2 separate regions of the Sus scrofa genome follow, and region 1 is linked to region 2. Evidence: chromatin contacts called from public Hi-C data. All regions are on one chromosome and are shown on one strand. The core of a region is the stretch at or near the end of the contact, and the rest is flanking DNA. Distances in the headings are between cores, read along the strand shown.

Evidence for each region. Hi-C and Micro-C count contacts between places; a contact is called where the count stands out from the background.
Region 1: a Hi-C map of fetal liver shows a contact between it and region 2, with 2.0 times the contacts expected there. The contact joins two enhancer-like sites. A contact is called at or near these places in 1 of 5 promoter capture datasets (fetal liver) and 2 of 47 Hi-C or Micro-C datasets (epiblast stem cells and fetal liver).

Annotation. Positions count from the first base shown.
Region 1 is chr18:7,337,776-7,342,388 of Sscrofa11.1, forward strand. TRPV5 (transient receptor potential cation channel subfamily V member 5) reads left to right here. Exons shown (of 18, transcript XR_002340352.1): 18 at 4,105-4,190. It overlaps TRPV6 (transient receptor potential cation channel subfamily V member 6), which reads left to right. Exons shown (of 15, transcript XM_021078898.1): 2 at 4,105-4,202; 3 at 4,364-4,486. Among named protein-coding and RNA genes, the nearest start is that of TRPV6, 7.8 kb to the left of the region's middle. Within about 2 kb of position 2,171, at least 5 of the 83 cell types and tissues checked have an H3K27ac peak or open chromatin away from gene starts, as enhancers often do. A contact at or near this core is called in fetal liver, where this site is marked.
Region 2 is chr18:7,257,238-7,261,638 of Sscrofa11.1, forward strand. KEL (kell blood group glycoprotein) reads left to right here. Exons shown (of 22, transcript XM_021078895.1): 3 at 1,129-1,201; 4 at 1,861-1,948; 5 at 2,335-2,416; 6 at 2,641-2,782; 7 at 3,049-3,225. Among named protein-coding and RNA genes, the nearest start is that of KEL, 17 kb to the left of the region's middle. Within about 2 kb of position 1,689, at least 3 of the 83 cell types and tissues checked have an H3K27ac peak or open chromatin away from gene starts, as enhancers often do. A contact at or near this core is called in fetal liver, where this site is marked.

The DNA.
Region 1 (4,613 bases), core at 921-3,420, 81 kb after region 2:
CTTTTTGTTTTAGTTTTTAATGATTCGTTAGAAAACCCTCAGAGGGAATTTCTCATTCTTTTTAGTGTGAAAAATCCTTCCTTAAAGGATAGATTATGCATAATTATACCTCCAAGTCAGGGTTTTTCTCCCTTGGCGTTTTTGACACGTTGCGCAGATAATTCTCTGTTGCGGAAGGCTGCCTTGGGTAAGAAGCTTAGCAGCATCCCTGCCTTCCACCCACTAGATGCGAGTAGCACTCCGTCCCCCTATGTGATAACCACCAAAAAATGTGTCCAGACATTGTCAAATTCCCTGGGAGGCAGCAGGGGGTAGTCACCCCTGGTTAAGCCCCACTGCTCTAAACCAGTGTTTGTAAACAAGAGATTCTGGTGGTAATGTTAAGGATTCTGCTACATAAAGTGAAACTCTTTCCTGGAAGGGAGTGGGTATGATTTAACCACTAAAATCACAAGATACTTTGTCTCTATCTTCTTCTAGCCCTAGGGATGTGTCTGGCAGACAGCTGGTGAAGATGTGTAGATCTTTCTTCCAGATCTCAATTTCTGTGCTGGCTTGCTTTGCAAGAATCTTTGGATGGGGGGGCTCAGGACCCCGGGGAAGTCAGATGTTTTGGTGGGGGGGCGGGGGTCTGCCTTACTGCCGAGAATGCCGGCAAAGGCTCTCTCAGCTGCCCCCTTGTGACGCTCTGGTGCTATTGCAAGTCATGGCTCTGCCTGGTTCCCTGGGAAGGATTTTTGCTGGATTCTGGAGTTGGCCACCCAGAGGAGGCCAGGTCTCTACAAACCTCATTGGCTTGAGTCATAAGCTGGTTCCTTACCCAGAGTGTGGTCTGATTGGGGTTTTCAAAAAAAATCCAAGACGCTGAGTTAAATTTGAATTTCAGATACACAACAAATAAGTTGTCAGTATAAGCATTGCATTGAACATACTTACATTTTTTAAAAAAAGGTTAGGAGTTCCCTGGTGGTGCAGAGGGTTAAGAATCTGGTAACCTGGTGTTGTCACTGCAGCAGCTCTGGTCATTGGTGTGGTGCGGGTTTGATCCCTGGCCCTGGAACTTTTACATGCCATGGGTGCGGCCAAAAAAAAAAAATATGTTGTATATCTAAGCTTCAACTCTACTTGGTTTTGGCTGGTAAATCTGGCAAGCCTAGTCCAAACAGTAGCTCCCTGCCCTTCCCAGGCCGCTAGGGCCATCAGCAGAGGCCAGAAACAGAACACGTAGGGAATGGAGGTTTAGGAGGACATTTATGGGCATCAGAGATGTGTTGGGACCAAGAGGGATCTCTTTGGGCTTGCCACTGACTAGTCTCCCCTCTCAGGTCTTAGGAAGCAGGGAGCAGGGCTGTGCACTTGGGTCAGAAGCCACCTCGGACCCATTTCCAGCTTTGCCATTGACCTCTAGTTGAAATGGGCACAGAACTAGAAGCTAATTAGAGGAGGGCAGAGAAAGTTTAAAAAGATGATAAAGGGAGTTCCTATTGTGGCGCAGCAGAAACAAATCCAACTAGGAACCATGAGGCTTTGGGTTCGATCCCCGGCCTTGCTCAGTGGGTTGAGGATCCGGTGTTGCCGAGAGATGTGGTGTAGGTTGCAGATGCGGCTTAGATCTGGTGTGGTTGTGGCTGTGGTGTAGGCCAGAAGCAACAGCCTCGATTTGACCCCTAGCCTGGGAACCTCCATATGCCGCAGGTGCCACCCTAAAAATACAAAAAAAAAAAAAAAAAAAAAAAAAAAAAAAAAGATGATAGAGTGACTGCTCTCTGCCCTCAAGGACTCCTAGTGTGAAGGAAGAGACAGATACTAATCAGAGCACCCAGTAAAAATGTTAAAATAAGGCCAGAGGAGAGGGTAGAAAACTTCCTGGCATGTGTGCTGGGGCAACGTGCTTGCTCTAGAATGTCTCTAAAGGAGGGGTTTGGGCAAATTGTTGGAAAAGATAGTGGTGATGATGGGGTGGGGATGGCGATGGGGGCAGGGGTGGCGGTGATGATGCGGGTAGTGGGGGGGAGGCCTAGCGAGCTTGTTTTGCAGCTGTGTGCGCATACCAAGCATACTCTTTTCTACTTAGATTATGTGTTTGTCTAAGGTTGGCTCAGGGGTGGCTGATGGAGATAAAAAGGAGGGGCCGTAAAGCCAAACCGCCGCCTGGCATGGCTACAGTTCATTTGTGCTACAGATAGCGGTCATGAGCGTCTGCCCCATGCCAGGCCTATTCCTGGGCATCGGGAGCACAGATAGGCTAGGGTGGGGTGGCGGAGTGGTTTCCGGGTGGAAGGAGAGTCACAGCACAGGTTAGGGGGAGAATGGTGTGTCCTGGGGCGCTGAGGCCCAAATGCTGAGTGTGGGAGGAAGGGACGGTGGAGGAGTAGTTGCGCAGAGGCTGGGGAGGACTTTGGCGCTTCTTCTCCTTGGGCGTTTGAGGACCCACCAGACTTTGTGAATTGTGATTGCACTTGCCATTCAGAGAGAATACCTTGACAGCATCCAGGAGCATGGAGGGGGGGGACATCAGGGGTAGGGAAACTAGTTGGAATATTTTGCTCATCCTGGAGGACAAAGACTGAGGAGGGTCCGCAGGAATGAGGAGGTGGGGACTGAATGGAGGGAGAGGTTGAATCCATGGGGCCCGTGGCTGCCTTCCTGGCCTGATGCAGGGAGCTGGGGCCAGCGTTCAGGGAGGTGGATGCATCACACTCATTCCTCTTCTGATCACCCCCCCCCAGCTCCTGGAGTCCGAGTTCCTGCTACAATGGCTTATCCCTGTGTGAGCTACTGTTCACGTCACTGGCCATCTCTGGATCCTCAGTGTTAACTTCATTCACTCCTGTCCAAGGACCAAGGGGCTCTGGGCCAGGAGAGCAAATTAAAAAAAAAAAAAAACTGTAGGGACCCCTTGGGTCTTAGTTGGGGTCAGTTTTGATATTATAAAAGATGTGTAGTTCATCATAGGTACCAAACTTGAAAGTCAGAGAAGATGATTCTTGGACTAAAATAAATGCGAAGTAGGTAGGAAGGAGGAAGAGACTGTAATATGATGTAGGGCCAAGAAAAAGAAAAAAACAATCCATGGTTGCTTTTTTTTTTTCCCTTTCTTTTTTTAGGGCCACATCTGCAGCATGTGGAAATTCCCAGGCTAGGGGGCAAATCTGAGCTACAGCTGCTGACCTACACCACAGCCACAGCAACACCAGATCCTTTACCCACTGAGCAAGGCCACGGATCAAACCTGCATCGTCAAGGATACTAGTCAGGTTCATTTCTGCTGCACCACAACGGGATCTCCCCATGGTTGCTTTTTGATGGAGCCCCAAAAACACAGTTGGAGGGAGGGAGGTGCCAAGACCAAAGGGAATTGCTGAGGTCAAGAAGGGGCGCATCACACAGCAGGAACAGATCTGCCAGCCTCTGCATGTCCGCCTCCTCCACAAATATGAAGGAGGAATTGCTTGTACCCTTAGTCTATGAAAACAGGCTTATCTTGGAAGGTAATCTCAAGACTTCGAGTGAAGCTAAAGCAGAGTTGCTCCAGAGGACAAAGGTCAGTAAGTGAATGAGTGCTTAACTAAAACTCATCCCTCTAGGAGTTCCCATCATGGTGCAGTGGAAACGAATCCGACTAGGAACCATGAGGTTGCGGGTTCCGTCCCTGGCCTCACTCAGTGGGTTAAGGATCCGGTGTTGCCGTTGAGCTGTGGTGTAGGTCACAGACACGGCTTGGATCTGGTGTTGCTGTGGCTCTGGTGTAGGCCTGGGAACCTCCATATGCTGCAGGTGTGGCCCTAGAAAAATCCAAAAAGACAAAAAATAATAAAACTTTTCCCTCTATACCTGGTGTGCACAGATCAGACACACACAGACATACACACTGGTCCTAGCACCCAGGGGAAAGGAAAGTGGCCCCTGGCATTCTCCCACACAAGCTCAAAGGGGACAGAGTTGGTTTAGGTCAGCTACCTGGTGAGAAAAAAGAGACCAGGCAGCCCTCGGTACCACGCCCTCGGCCCCACCTCTCCGGATGAGGGACCCTGGGGTTCCTGGCCCTTGCAGCAAGCTGGCTCCCCGTGTGCCTCAACTGTGCACGCTCCCACTCCCTCATAGGATCTGGGAGTCGCCGCTCCTCCTCGCTGCCAAAGAGAATGACGTCCAGGCTCTTACCAAGCTGCTCAAGTCTGAGGCCTGCGATGTCCACCAGAAAGGTAGGGAGCAGAACCCTGCGGACCCACCCTGTGCACGTGGCTCCCACCCCTACCCCCACTGTGTAGCCTGGGACTGTGTGCTGGGGAGGGGGGCGAATCTTTGTGGTCCCCATTCCCCTGCTCCAGAGAAGTCATGTGACGCTCCTTTGTGTCAATGCCAGGAGCCCTGGGGGAGACAGCGCTGCACATCGCTGCCCTCTATGACAACCTGGAGGCCGCCCTGGTGCTGATGGAGGCTGCCCCGGAGCTGGTCAAGGAGCCCGTCACATGTGAGCTGTGTGAAGGTGAGGGGCCAAGGGGCCTGGGATGCAGGGAAAGCTGACTGAGCGTTTGGTCTTTGTGCTGGAGGACTTGGGGAACCCGAGAGAGGATCTGAGCCCCCAGCTCTTTATTCCCCTCTTTATCTCCCTT
Region 2 (4,401 bases), core at 439-2,938:
TTAGGCAGTGTGAAGGAAAGGCTGTGCTGTCTCCACTACCAAAAGTTTGCAGTCAACAGAGAGATGAAGATACAAGCCATCGGTGTAATAGAATGCAGAACAAGGCAGTCAGTCATGCCTTTGCAGACTGAAAAAAAAATTATACAACCTTGAGGTTGAGAATATGTTTTAGCAGACTTACTGAGAACTTAAGCCCAAGGTACAGCCTCTCAGGTGGCTCTGAAGGGCTCTTTCTTTCTCTTCTTCTTTTTCTTCTTTTTTTTTTTTTTCTTTTTAAGGCAGCACCTGCAGCATAAGGAAGTTCCAGGCCAGGGGTCAAATCAGAGCTGCAGCCACCAGCCTACACCACAGCCACATGAGATCTGAGCCACATCTGCAAACTACACCACAGCTTGTGGAAATGCTGGCTCCTTAACCCACTGAGCAAGGTCAGGGATCAAACCCATATCCTCATGGATACTAGTTGGGTTCATTACCAATGAGCCATGACAGGATCACCACCAGGGGGCTCTTCCTCCAAAGAGGTAAGAGAGGAGCCAGGATATATATTGGAGCTTTTGCAAAACAAAAATAAAAACAGGAGTTCCCGTCATGGCACAGTGGTTAATGAATCTGACTAGGAACCATAAGGTTGCGGGTTCGGTCCCTGCCCTTGCTCAGTGGGTTAACGATCCGGCGTTGCCGTGAGCTGTGGTGTAGGTTGCAGATGCGGCTCGGATCCCTCGTTGCTGTGGCTCTGGTGTAGGCCTGTGGCTACAGCTCCGATTAGACCCCTAGCCTGGGAACCTCCATATGCTGTGGAAGCGGCCCAAGAAATAACAAATAGACAAAAAAAAAAAAACCCAAACAAAAAACAAACAAAAAAACAAAAATAAAAACAAAACCCCCCAAACAACAAATGAAAACAAAACAAAACAAACACAAAAATACAACAATAAAAAAACAAGTAGTAGAACATCAAAGGATCACTGGGAATTAGAGAAAAACAAGACATCTCAAGTTAATGAATTTAGTGCTTTTCCATGTGTGAGATGATGCAAGAGTCTAGACTTATTGAAATTACCCTCTTGATACATGCTTTACTATTTAGGGCCAGTATCCTGATTTTCCCACCCTGAATCCTCTCAGGTGCACCTTTGGGGCCAGGTGCAGTGGCTGATGGCTTTATGGCTGCAACACCTTTGGTCCATGGATGCAGCAGGTGATGTGACATCCTCGGCCACACTTTATTCCTTCCTATAGGGTATGAGACCCCGGGAGGTATTCAAAAGCAAATAGTGTCCTCATTTTCCAAATGACAAAACTTAGCTGCCTGAGAGCTAAGTGGCTTATTCCTTGTCATGGGGCTAATAATGAGGAGATGAGGGAGTGGGTCCTTTTCATGGGCTGCTCTGCCTGCAGCCAGCAGGGCTGTGACACACACCAGGGCCATCAAGCATGCTTGGGGGCAGGGCAAATGGGCATGGAGCTGGGAGACCTCCTGAGTAGGGTGGCATTGGACCTGAGAATTGAAGGATTCAAGAGGTTTCAATCCTAGAAGACAGGAGAGGAGAAAGAATATCCCAGAAATAAACCCTGGGAACAAAGACACAGAACAGGGCAAGAGGAGCCACCAGGGTGGGATTGCTTGGGGAGAGAAGGATCACTCCCTCAGCTCCCCTGAGAGGCTGAGATAAAGGGGGAGGGGGAGCTGGTGTTCCCTGACTGATAAACAGGCTCTACTCGGAGGCCAATAGTGTGAGTGGGGACAGGAGGGTCAGGTGGCAGAAGTGCTCTTTCTCTAGGAAAAGGGAACTGGGGTGGGGGTAGGAGGGAGCTGCTGCATGAATACTTGTCCTCAGACTCAGTACTTCTTCCTAGAGCGGAACCAGGAAGGAATCTGTGAGCCAGAGAGAAGGGCAGAGAGCCGGCAAGTCCCCTGGGGAAAGACATTTCCTTCTAGAGTCAGGTGCCTGGGGTGAGAGGCGGGGCTCACTGCTGCATGAGAATCCCCGGGCTCCCCAGTGGAGAAGAAAGAATGTGAGGCTCTGAGGCAGAAGCAAGAAAGGCAAGGGAGGTGATGGGAGAGGGGGAGAGGTGGGGGTCCCATAAGGGGAGAGGTTCATTCCGAACCCCATCTGGGATGAAAATACGTGTGTTGGGGGGGAGGGGAGAGGGGGCAGTAGGAGGTGTCAATGACCTGCTAGAACAATTCATTCTGACCCCCATCTGGGATGAAAATACATGTGTTGGGTGGGGGATGGGCAGCAGGTGCTGTCAGTGACCAGCTAGAACTCTCTTTCATCTACCCACCTTCCCGAACCAGCTTCTCTCTTCTTCCTCCTCCTCATTTAGTTCCAGAGGGGGGAGACAAGAGTTGGGGAGAAGCATGGGGTCTGAGCGAACCAGTGGAGTGGGGACTCCCTGGAGGCTGGAGGTAAGGGACTCTTTGACCTGCGGGGGGCGCGGGGCAGATTTAGGATAACCTTCCCAGCTCCCAGGGGTCCAGAGTGGGGTTGGTCCATAAAAACAGGGGGCATTATCTCTGTCTGGAGGGACCCTGGCACTAACTGTTCATTCTTCCCCTCTCCCCCCTTTTTCCCGCCCTTCTCTCCTACTCCTCTCCATCTTGTGTTTCTCACCTCCTGGTTCTCCACACAGAGACCTCCAGAAGAGGAGCTGCCCACTGTCCAGAGCAGACGGTGGGCGAGGGCATTGCGGGCACTAACGACAGTCCTGCTTTTCAGTCTAATCCTCGGTTCTTCTCTGGTGCTTTGGGCCTACATCCCAGGCTGTCGCCCTCGTAAGCAAGATCCTAGCACCTGGCCACCTAGTCAGCCCTCCCTCAATCATGGACCCCGTCCACCTGTCCATCCTCCCCAGGTTCTGTGCCCACTGACTTACTTCATCCCAACCCTGCGAGCCCAGGTTCATGACCTCTTCCTCCCTGTCTCCTGCTCCTGGCCACAGTCAGGCCACCTCCTCCACAGCAGGGTGTCTGGTCCCCCCCCCCTCCCGCCCCAGGCCTTCCTCGCTTTCTCTGTCCCAGCTCAGAGCTTTTCCCCACAGGCCCCTGTGAGACACTTGTGTGCTGGAATCTCCTGGAACGTTACCTGGCCTCTGAGAACCGAAATGTGGCCCCTTGCACTGACTTCTTTAGCTTTGCCTGTGGAAACAACAACAGGACCAGGAATTCTTTTCAGGAACTTGCAGAGGAGAACAAGAACCGGCTTCGGAGGATACTGGGTAAGGGAAACAGGGTACAAGATTCTCTGTGCCCGGGTGACACTGAGCCTAGAACCGACGCCCCTGACCCAGGCCCATGTGGCTGTGGGATATCTGGTTGACATCATTCTCAACTGGCTCTCAGGCAACTTCTCCATTACTGTACATTTCACTGCATGTACCTCCCTACTTCCATTGCTTCTGGTCCCCCCCCTTCATCTTTACCTAACCCCCCTCCTTTTCCCTTTCCCATTCATCCATCATTCATCTCTCCAAGTTCTTCCTTTTACCAAGCTCTGTCTCTTATGTTATCTCCCTTAAATTTTCAATTTCTACTCTAAGCCAAGTGGGCTTCCCCCATTGGCATCTCAACACCTGTTGCACCTTCTCTCCATCACTCTCATTCTCTAGCCTTCAAACCTTTCTTGTCTTCATATATCCCCTTACTGGTATTTTCCCTTCCCTTCCATCACCTCCCAGCCCTCTTCTCTCACCGTTATCTCATTTCACTACTGAAACCTTGAACCAATCATGGCAAGCATGTTGAACTGGAAGAAGCTGAACTGGAATAAAGGAGATGGGAGTTTGGAGATGATGATGGAAGGAAGGAAGTGAGAGAGTGGGTAGAAGTGATGGAGGGAGCTCTTCTGGTTGTGCATGAGGGAATGAACATAGATGGGCATGGAAGATATGCTGGAGAAAGGAGAGGGCCAAAGACCCTGGAAATAAGTAATTTCCTAAAGATGGTACCTATGGAGAAGAGAAAAGACCTGAGAGGAAAACTGTGAGGGAGGAACCGAGGCCATGTAGGAAGTAGGAAGTCAGTCCCAGGAAGTTGGTGAGGATTTGGGAGTAAGAATGTAACAAAAGGAATATATTTCCAGTGTCAGGGAACCTAGAGAACCTGTTGAGAGTATCAACTGGAATTTGGAAGAAATAAATGTGTCCCGTTGCACTCCTTCTTTTGATGGGAAAAGAGTGGAGGTGGGTATTCCGTACATGATAGAGAGCCAGGCTTTAAGTTAAGGTACCAAGATGGAAAGAGAAAATATGATTCAGACACATTGTGTTGCCCATAATAAAATGGAAGGATGTCAGGAGATGGAGAGACGGTGATAGATACTAGAGAGCGAAGGATTCAAATGGATATGCGTTTGGACTTTTGTCCTGTGTGTTTTTTCCTGGGATCAAAAAGGG